2 separate regions of the Capra hircus genome follow, and region 1 is linked to region 2. The links are chromatin contacts, called in public Hi-C maps. All regions are on one chromosome and are shown on one strand. The core of a region is the stretch at or near the end of the contact, and the rest is flanking DNA. Distances in the headings are between cores, read along the strand shown.

Region 1 (5,181 bases), core at 2,114-4,613, 460 kb before region 2:
TACCCCAGCCACTGAGGTGAAAACCCAAAATCCTAACCACTAAGCCACCACGGAATTCCCAGGATGATATAGTTTGTAATCCACAGATTTCTTCATAGGAGGAATGAAATGACCTTAAATATAAAGGTACAGGAGATTTTCTGAGCAATTTTTGAAGCTAGCTCTTCGGAAGGTAAAATTTCAGTCTGAAGTTTTGCTGGGAGGGAAAAAAAAGTAGGCTTAAACCTAGGGAGAGGGTATATGCAGTCCCAAAGCAGAGGCATGGATCTTGTTCCTCCAGAGTTCAAACATTGGTGAAATGACAGAACAACTCCCTCTAACTTCTGGTCTATTATCTTTTTATTATACTTGTTTCCTGACAGCCTCTGTTGCAAACACCCTCTCTGCCCATGGAAGGAAATTCAGAAGCCAAGGTCATTCCCTGAAGCGTTTGTCCCAACAACCTTTCTGAATCATACACCCGGCTCTCCAATGTTACTAATCAGACATTTAAAAATCCTTTAGAGATCCTTTCCAGAAGAGGCTGTTGGGTCTCATGGCAGAGTGACCTTGACTTTCAGTTCAACAAATACCAGGACATAAACAGTATACAGAGCAGATTTAACAAGTATACCCAGAAACTCATGAGCTAGGCCTGACTCTGAAGATAGAGTCATTTTCAAGGTCACAGTTTCAACACAGAAAAAAACGCATTGAATTAAACAGATTCCAAGTGTTATTGGTCCCTACTCTCTGGAACGGGCTGAGCACGCTGTAAATTATTCAGGTGTTTGATGAGTTATACCCGTTGCCATAATGAGATTCTGCCTACCGTGCCATGTCCAGATCATGCTCCATTTATTCTAATAAGAGGGCACTCCCACCCCGGCTAAGGCCCCCTGTCCCTGGAGAAATTTTTCTGTATGTAGATAAAAATCCATCTAGAAAACTGGGTCCCTGCGTGTTCAGTCTCGCCGAGCTTGTTGATGGCTTTATCCATTTCTACCACAGGGTGGCGCCCGCGGACCTCGAAAGGCGCTGCGCAGGGGTACTGCTGAATCCCAGCCTCCGCGAACTCGAACGTGGGGGTGTCAGAGCGCCCCCCGCCCATTTCAGCAAGGAGAAAACTGCTATCCAGAGAAGGTAAGGGACGTGACGCCAACCACACTGCTACTCTGGTGAAGGCAGGATCAAAGTCCATGTCTCCACGCTGTCAATCCCAAATTCATCCCAGTGGTTTTCAAACCAAAACAACCTCTCATCTCTGGATGTTTCTTCTAATCCCTCAGAGGAGACCCAGCCACCAACCCTTGGCTACCTAGCACAAAGCACACTTAAGCCCTCCAGGTGCAGTCCTAAGAGTATTACATGTACTCACTCATCCTAACCTTCACAGCAGTCCTACAGAGCAGAAAAGAGTGTTTAGGGACTTCCCTGGTGGGCCAGTGGTTTAGATGGCTTTCCAGTACAAGGGGTGAGGGTTTGTTTGATCCCTGCTCGGATGAACTGAAGTCCCACATGCCGCAGGGTGTGGCCCAAACTTTTTTAAAATAAATAAAAGACAAAAATGGTTAAAATGGTAGATTTTAATGTTATATATATTTTACAATTAAAAAAATCAAAAGAGCCATCAAGCTCAATACTTAGTAAATAACTATAAGGTTTCCTTAAATATATTTCCCTAATAATAGATAAAATTAGCAAACTTCCTCAGATAAATGCAATATATGTCTCCAAGATGGGATATCAGTAAAAAGAACAGCTTGAGTAACAGCTTTCCAAATCAAAGTTGGAAAGAAGTCGTTAAAAATAAAATCACAACTTAAACATCTAAGGAAGGGAGGCTGTAGGAGTAGGGTAGTTGTCACAAAGAATAGGGAAGGAAGAGACATTTTATTTCACACAAAAGTCAACCAGAACAGAGACTGTAACTTAAAAGTCTGTCCCTTGGACTTCCCTGATAGTCCAGTGGTTAAGACATCACCTTCTAATGCAGGGGGTCTGGGTTCAATTCCTGATCAGGCAGCTAGTATCCCACATGCCTCCTAGCCAAAAAACCAAAACATTAAAAATAAACAAAAAACAGAAGCAATAATGTAACAAATTCAATAAAGATTTTTTAAATGGTCCACATCAAAAATCTTAAAAAAAAAAGTCTATCCCTACACTTCTGCTCTTGCACAGAAGGGATATTTAATTTTGAGTGTCATATTGAAAGATAAAGAATTATGAACATTAAAACTGCTATTGTTATTCTCTTTTTGATTGAATAATCTCCTGCTGGAAAACTTCAAAAATATTTCCCAAAGTAATACAGCTGGAATTTCTCATGCGTTCATTCCCAAGCGTTCCCATAGAAGATTTAGCAGGGGCCGCTGGTGCCCCCCAGGTCTCCCCTGTGTCTCTCCAGGCTGCCTGGTTATTGGGCTGGGGACACTTTCCTGCCAGTGGAAAGTAGCAGGGTGACACGTTTTCTTTCCAAGGTAGAGCAGGTGAGAGCCAGCAGGCCTTCTCCGTGTGTTTCCCTGTCCTGCCGAGTCCCCACGTGACAGAGTTCACAATACGCGGGAAACCCGGATCCCAAGATGCTGCATGTAGACAGGTGTGAGCAGCCTGCCTGATACCTTCTGCTAGAAAAAAAAAGAAAAAGAAAAAACTTGTTTTTTTCAGCCACTGAGATTTGTTACCATAACATAGCCACACTTCTACTGACTGATAGAGATGATAAGGTGGAAATCCTTATTATCTTTCCTACTCTTCAAGTCGGTGCACCTTTGACCACTTTTTAAAACTCCAACATAACCGTCATGATATACTAACAAACACTAGAGGGCACAATGCCGTTGAGGAAAACTTGGACCCATACTGTAAATGTAGTAAGGTGCGGGATCTTGCAAAAATTAATGCAACAGAAAAATAGGTCGTGGAAAAAATCACTAGCTTTGGAAACAACTGTTTTCTTTGCCGGTCTCTTAGCCACATGTCACGATCTGCAACTCACTTTATTAAAAGAAAACTTGGAACACTTCAACACAAAACTAGTAAATTCCAAAACCACGGGAAGCCTATATACTTTTCCAAATAGGAAAAACTAATGGGAATGGCCTCAGTGTAAGAGACACATTTGTCTTCCATCTGTGTTTTGTTTCTGCCTTCGGATGTGCCCGTCTGCCAGCACTGTTAGGCCATGGAATCCGGACGTATTGTAAACCGGCGGCTTGAGAAAGCTCAGGTTTCTAAAGTCTCCTTGTTATGAGAGGTGACCAGATGCTGCAAACATCAAGCTGTGACAGGAAGCTCCCCTCCCACCCCAATGTCATCCTGCGTGCTGAGCAGACTTCCTTTTCCCGTTTCCTTTTTCCCCTCTCTCTCCTTTTTTTTTTTTCTTCTTCAAAGTCTGCTGCCAAAACTGTCTTCCCTTACTGTTGTTCTGATGACATCACCCCTTCCCTAACTTGCCCTTAGTCTCCGGGTCCCAGTTTGCCTTCATTTCCTTGGGCGGCCTTTGGGTCGCCTCTACATACAGTAAGCCTCCTACACACGAGCCTTCAAGTTTCGAACCTTCAAAGATGCGAGCGAGGGTTCCATCAGCTTCAGACGGGAGTGACATTGCAGCTCGCCCTCCGTCGTCTCCTATTGCTGATGATCCTTCAGCTCTACCATCTCCCTCCTCCTCTCCCTCCTCCAGGCAGTGTGTCTTCTTGCCTGTTCACTCGATGCCAACCTCTGTATGCCAGCTGTAGTATAGTACAACAAGGTACTGTACTGTAAAATTCCAAGTATTCTCTTTATTTTGTGTGTTTGTTTTTTAAAAAAATATTATTTGTGTGACAAGTATTATAAACCTATTACAGGGCAGTACTACATAGTTGGTCGTGTTGGCTGAGTACCTGGGCTCATTCTGTTAGACTGAAATGAACACGATCTCAGAACAGAACTGGTCTGTAGGTAGGGGACTTTACTGCATTTTTGCCCTGCTGTCTGCTGCTTCTCAGCACTGCCGCACGGGACTGTCGTTCTTGACATCCCAGTGCTGAGGCATCCTTTTCCACTTCTAACAAAGAAAGTATTCCTAGGTCTCTTCCAAACCAGCTTCATGTATATATTCGTTGCTCAAGCACATATTTAGCACCGTCTGCATGCATGGCATGGCTCTAGATACTTTAGAGGACATACAAAAGTGTAAGACACGGTCCTCACACTGGAAACGACCAGGCAGCCATTTGTGCTGGGGCTTTGGGAAACCAACTTGAGGGATGAAGTAGCAGGAGAAAAGCACGCAGTGATACCAGATAACTATACCACCAGAGCTGCAGACGTGGCGTCATTCTAATTATTTTATCATCTTGTCAAAATTATCATTTCAACAAAAAATGACTTGAGTCTTAAGTTGGTGTTAAGGATATGATCCTTATACCAAATTACAAAAACTGTTATCTCCATTGCATACCATGCTCCTTACAAAAAAAAAAAAAAAGAATTAAAAAAATTTTTTCCACCTATCTTGTGGGTAAGACACCCTGCTTCCAATTCAGAGGGCATGGGTTCGAACCCTGGTCAGGGAACTAAGATCCCACATGCCTCATGGCCAAAAAACCAAAACAGAAAACAGAAGCAATATTGTAACAAATTCAATAAAGACTTTAAAAATGATCCACATTTTTAAAAAAATCCTAAAAGAAAAAAAATCTATTTGCTATGTCTCCATTTGCATGGAAAATTCCATGGACAGAGGAGCCCAGCAGGCTACAGTCCTTGGGATTGCAGAGTCGGACACAACTTGGTGACTAAGCAACAGCAACAAATATGCTCATATATTTGTTTCATTTTTTAAAGGATGCTGCTTGCCATCCACTAAACTGATTTTCCCACTCACCAAGGAATTGCAAACCACAGTATGAAAAGCTTTGCTCTAATAAACTCCCTTCAATTTACAATGGAAAAACTGAAGTGTTAAGAACTTGGGAAACTTACTTAAGTAGCTACGGAACATGATACATCTCATTAATAGAATGAAGCATACAAATTATATGATCCTCTCCATAGATGCAGAAAAAGCATTTGACAAAACTCAACACCCTTTCATGATCAAAGCTCTTAAGAAACCGAATGTGGAAGAGACATAGCTCACATAACATAGACTATATCTAAAAAACTCATTGCTAACATCACACTCACTGGTGAAAGTGGGAAAGCTTTTCC
Region 2 (5,845 bases), core at 4-2,503:
CTCCATGTACATGAGTTTGGGTAAACTCCGGGAGTTGGTGATGGACAGGGAGGCCTGGCTGCTGGGATTCATAGGGTCGCAAAGAGTTGGACACGACTGAGCGAATGAACTGAACAATCATCCATAATATGATAACAATCCGATTACACCAGCTCTTAAATCAGTTAATACCAGTTGATCTGAGCAATTTGGCAATGTACGTTGTACAATCAAACCTGAACGATTCTATTGATTCTGAAAAAACCTGCAACGCTCCAGGTAGCCATCACTGTTAACAATTCCCACTTAGGTACAAGATTATGCAAAGTTATATTTTTGTTAGCATCCTGTACTCTCGCTGGATATCCACGAAGGGAACCAGGTAAAGCACGCCAGGCTTTCACTTAGGAACACGTGCAGGTGGGTAAGAGCTGGTAGCAAGTGTTTGGGTCAGTGCTTCTTCCCCCACCGCATAATGCCAATGGAAAGACGACTGCCCCTTGGCTTCTCATTGGCCAAGTGAATGGAGACGAGGGAGGAAAGTGGGCAGAAGACTAGGTCTTGCAACAGGTGCCTTAACCCTGGGACTTGGCGCCACCGACTATCCAATCAGCGGCGAGTACTGCGTTCCTCCACAATCTTCCTTGTTACAGTAGAGCGCTCTATCTGCCAGCAAAATGAACGAATCCCCACACATTACGTTGCTACACAAGCCACGCTTGCTTTCACGACTTCATTTACGCTCCTCAACAGCCCAGGGATACAAGCATTATTTTTATTTCTCAGAAGATGGAACCCCACCTGAGCTACAGGGCCCGCGACCTGCAAGGCAGATGCGCGAATCCGGAGCTGGGACCACTCCTGCGGGAAGAAGGACTTTGATCTGACGGCCACTGCCGTCACCTCCCCAGCCCGGAGCTCCCGGATAAGCCGCCTGACTTGGATTCTCAGACAACGACTACCTTCCCTTGCGGCCCATCGAGCCGTAACCAGCCGCCATTCACCCGACTTCCCAAACCAGGAAAACCCCCGCCAAGAGCCCGCGCGTCCCGGCTTGTAACCCACAGCGTGTACAGGGCGAGGCCGCGCGTCTGCAGTCACCCCACGGGTTGTTACCACGAACGCGGATCGGGCGTTGAGTGGCTAACCCTAGCTCCCAACACCCTCCCGACCTCCGTCACCAGGGAAGCTCCCAAACGCCACCAGACCCGCCCCTGCGCCCACAAGCCGCTCTAGCCGCGCACGGAGCCGGCACTCTCGTTGCTCCCGGCCTGACGTCATCCGCGGGCGCCGCGACGAAGTGGCGGGCACGCGCAGCCAAGAAGATGTCTCCGACGCCGCCGCTCTTCAGTTTGCCCGAAGCGCGGACGCGGTTTACGGTGAGTTGCGGACCGGTGGGCGCGGCCCCGGACCAACGCTATTTGTTGCTCTCCTGTCCCTGAAATTACTTGAATTTTGCGCTGGGGTAAAGCGGGGACAGAGGCGTTGCGCCGCGGCGACGGGTTCCCGGCCCTGTCGTGGGCTGGGGAGGCGGCAAAGGCGCTTTACCTGCCTCTTCCAAGAGTCCTCTGCGGTCCGCCGCCTCCTTTCCGCTGGCGAGTCCCGGAACCCTCCGCCCTCCGTGGAGGGCTCACCCGCAGACTACCTCCTTTTGGTTCCTGCTTCTCTGCGGTGCTCGCTTAGCCAGGCGGGTGTTTCCAGAACTGGCAGGGGGCTTCTCTAGAGGGAAGGCGAGAATGGTTTTAGTCCAGAGAACAGGCTCCCGCCCCGCCTTCTAACTGCCAGGTGGCTCTTCTCGCCGCTCATTCATCACCCTTTAACCCTTTGTATCTCACTCTTAGAGATCGATAAGGACGGTCCTAAGTGGGGCGAGGCAAACTGATCAGCTTGGGAAGGGTTGTCAGCTGTCATTTTATTCTTCCGCCTTGCGGAACAGTAATTTAAGCATTTGGGGAAACACTTTACAGAGCGTTTTGATCTTAGCTTATTTAACTCAGAATAGCTCTGTGAAGTAGGGTGTTTAATTATCCACAGTAGATGAGATAGAAACTGAGACAGCCCGCCCCCCAGCCCCCGCTTATGTTGTTGTTCAGTCGCTAAGTCGTGTCCGACCCTTTGCAACCTCATGGACTGCAGCATGCCAGTCTTCCCTGTCCTTCACCATGTCCCGGAGATTGCTCAAATTCATGTCCATTGAGTCGGTGATGCCACCCAACCATCTCATCCTCTGCCACCCCCTTCTCTTGCCTTCAGTCTTTCCCAGCATCAGCGTCTTTTCCAGTGAGTCGGCTTTTCGCATCAGGTGGCCAAAGTTTGGAGCTTCAGCATCAGTCCTTTCAAAGAATATTTAGGGTTGATTTCCTTTAGGGTTGACGGCTTTAATCTCCTTGCAGTCCAAGGGGCTCTCAGGAGTCTTCTCCAGCACCATAGTTTGAAAACATAAAAGTTAAATTATTTGCTTCACTGTTTTCTCTGACTTCAGACTCAGTAATCTTTTTATGTTGCCCATCAGCAAATGAAGAACCCTGTTCTAAGTCGTTTGACTGTGTTCATCCTAGTTTTCTGTAATTCTGCGAGGAGAAACTGTTAGGTGTGTCCAAGGTCATATCAGTCCTGGAAGGGACCATTTGATAGGAGATCATCTAGCCCGGTGCTTCTTAAGATTGAGCATGGGTTGGGATCACCTGGGGATCTTGTTAAATGAGATTCTGGTTCCGTAGGAATGGGGCCTGAGATTCTGCATTTCTAACAAGTTCTCAGGTGATGCCACTGCTGCTGGTGGTAATAAGGATCTACAACAACCCATATATGTAACTGGTGAGGAAAATGAAGCACAGAGACAAAGGGGTATGTTCTAGATTACGAACTTCCCAACTGCCAGTGCAGGAGGCAAAGGAGATGTGGGTTCATTGCCTGGGTGGGGAAGATCCCCTGGAAAAGGGAATGGCAACCTGCTCCAGTATTCTTGCCAGGAGGATCCCATGGACAGAGGAGCCTGGCGGGGTACAGTCCATGGGGTCACGAAAAGTCGGACACCACTGAGCTTGCACGCACCAAGATTACACAGCCTACTCACAGAGTCAGGAATGGACCGTTTCCAGTATAAATGTAACTTCTGGGAGGTAACAAGAGGATTTTCCAAGTGTATGTGAATTTTCACAGAGTGAATGACTTGGCAGTATTTTTCTTCTTCAGTTACGACTACTTTGTGACAGTCAGCAGGTTTAGTACTTTAAGACATCAGTGTTTACTTGATGTCAGGGACTGTGCTGTGCAAGCTACCTAGAGGAGGTGGGACTTCTGTTGAGTCTTGAAGAATGGATAGAATTTGCGTGAGCGTGTGGGAAAAACAATGTGCATGGATACACTAGAGTGAACTTGATAGAAAATGATGGGAAAAAGGCTACAGCCTAGGGGAGAGTATATGTTTGGGGTTACTGGGAAGTAAGGTTGGATAGATTGAGTGGGATAACATTATTAAGGACCTTTAGAGGAAGCTGTGAAACAAAACCTATAAATAAGGGGCCACTTAAGAGATATTTTTTAAAGCAGAATGAATAGCATATTTAAAGGAAAAGTAAGCCGGGAAACCTGGAATGAGAAAACTGAGCTTGGAAGCTCTCAACAAGCTTCAAGTGATGAGAAAGTAGCATTTGAATGAGAATTACTGCTGAACTGACTGACAGGTAATTTTTCTCAGGTATAAACATTTTTTAGTTAGACATACAATTAATGAGTGGTATGTTTCTCAGTGAACAAAAATTCCTTCAACTTATGTGCTTTTTTTTTTTTCTTCTAGAAATCTACGAGAGAGGCCCTGAACAGCAAAAATATCAAGCCCTTGTTGAATACCTTTAGCCAGTTACCTGGAAGGTAAGGTATTAATATCCATGACATGGGCTCATTGAAATCTTTATACTTACCCTGAGCTGTTTTAAAAATGCAGGTGTTTTTTGTTTTTAATAGTGAAAATGAAAAAAAATGTACCCTTGACCAGGCTTTTAGAGGTGTTCTAGAAGAAGAAATTGTAAGTATGTTTTTCCTTTATTTATTGTTAAAATTTTGCTGGAAGATTAGTAAATATTGTTTTTTAATTTGCTTTTATTCTTAGAATAGATATTTAACCATGACTATTTTTTCCTGGAGTGAACTGCTTAGTCTGTGAAACCTAACTTGGTCATAGTTAGCGTAGGAGTTACATAATGAATAAGGGTTTTGATAGCATAGGTGCAATTTAAGAGTTTGGTTTAATATATTAGCAGAGCCCTCTGCCATTGAATATGTATAAGAAAAGTTGACACGAGGACTTCCTGAACAAGAACTAGAACTTGAAGATGGGCCCTGTCTTTGCTGTATAAACAGCGACACATCCTGGAGTGGATGAGAAGTCTAGTCCAAGGATGTTTGGCACGGATTCCAGGCCCTCATTTTCCTTATCAGCATCCTCCTTCTCAGTTAGTAATAGATAACAAGAGCCTATCCAACTTCAGTACAGAAATTTAAACGTGAAAAATCTGACTTTGTGTACCATTAGTGGAGCACTCGAAAGGAAAACTTCCAACAGTTTATTCTTCGTTTAGCAAAGCTTGGATCCCAAGAAGCTAGATTCTTTTCCAGTGGCCATAAAACAGTGTCCCATTCTTTAGGACAGTTCTGTATTCATTTTGTCTTCTTCTTCAGACCTAGTCACCTGTTGTCAGACATTGGGCAAGGTTACCTTGCTTTTTTGAGCCTCAATTTCATTTGTAAGAGAGGAAACACCATTTTTACAGGGTTGCATAAAACGACACTTAATAAACACTCAATAAATGCTGGGTTTTATGATATTATCACACCTAAGCATCATCTCTCTTCTATTATTAATAAACCCTTCCCAAACATATTGATGCACTAGTATAGTTAATCCCCCTGGCCCAGTCTTTTGTCTGGTGCCTTTGAGTGACTTATTGGCCTCAGTGCATCTGTACTTGATTAGCTTACAGGCTTAATCATGCTAATATGACCATCTTCCCAAGACTCTTGGATTTTAAGTGAATCACCTGCTGCTTATTTATTTAATATACTTCTACAGTTAGGGCTCTTATCATTCACTTAAAAAATATTCTTAGTAATTTTATCCTCTGTGAGAAATATCCTTATCCAATGTTTGTGATAATCAATTTAATGTCAGAGGGTATGTTTTTCTTATTATCAAATTAGTCTAAATTCTGGTTCCTAAATTAAGTTGTTTTCTCCTTTGTTGGTAGATAAATCATTCATCATGTGAAAACGTTTTAGCTATTATTTCTCTTGCTATTGGGGGAGTAACTGAAGGTAAGTATGGTTTGGTTTGGTTTGGTTTTAAAATAATCCTAGACTTGACATGCTTTATTGAAAATGTATTCTCCCCATACCTCTCTACCTAGTTGATTTTGTTCATTTTTCAAATTCTGCCTACCAACCCCCATTGCCGAGAAGTCCCACTGAAATTAGCTCACGGTTATTTCTTGTCACTAGTATACAGTGTACACTTTGACATATCTTTGTTTGCCACTTACTTCATTCATCCAGTGCCTATACATTGAGCATCTACTATGTGCCTGGTACTGAGCTAGGACTTGGAGATTCACTGGTGAATAAAACATATTCCCTACCTATAAGGAACCTAGTGGTTCATGGAGGAAACACATGTAAATGTCTTATTGGGGGTAATTGAAGTGGGAATGAAGTATAGTTGAAGTGATTCTTTAAACTTCAGAGTCTGAAGGGACCAGGATGGGCTAGAAAGAAAACTGTAACATAGGAGCTGGGGTGTAAGGGCTGTAAAAAAGCTGGAGCAGGATGGTGAGAGGATGATGAGAACCATGAGGAAAGGAGCGTAAGTTAG

The links. A called contact is a pair of places that touch in the nucleus more often than the background predicts.
Region 1: a Hi-C map of blood shows a contact between it and region 2, with 10 times the contacts expected there. The contact joins the enhancer-like site here to the promoter of THOC1 in region 2. A contact is called at or near these places in 2 of 5 Hi-C or Micro-C datasets (both in blood).

The regions. Positions count from the first base shown.
Region 1 is chr24:36,005,418-36,010,598 of ARS1.2, reverse strand. No RefSeq gene overlaps it. Among named protein-coding and RNA genes, the nearest start is that of TRNAC-GCA, 9.8 kb to the left of the region's middle. Within about 2 kb of position 3,363, at least 3 of the 5 cell types and tissues checked have an H3K27ac peak or open chromatin away from gene starts, as enhancers often do.
Region 2 is chr24:35,546,154-35,551,998 of ARS1.2, reverse strand. THOC1 (THO complex subunit 1) reads left to right here and starts at 1,253. Exons shown (of 21, transcript XM_018039482.1): 1 at 1,253-1,358; 2 at 3,779-3,852; 3 at 3,946-4,006; 4 at 5,226-5,292. The coding sequence starts at 1,305.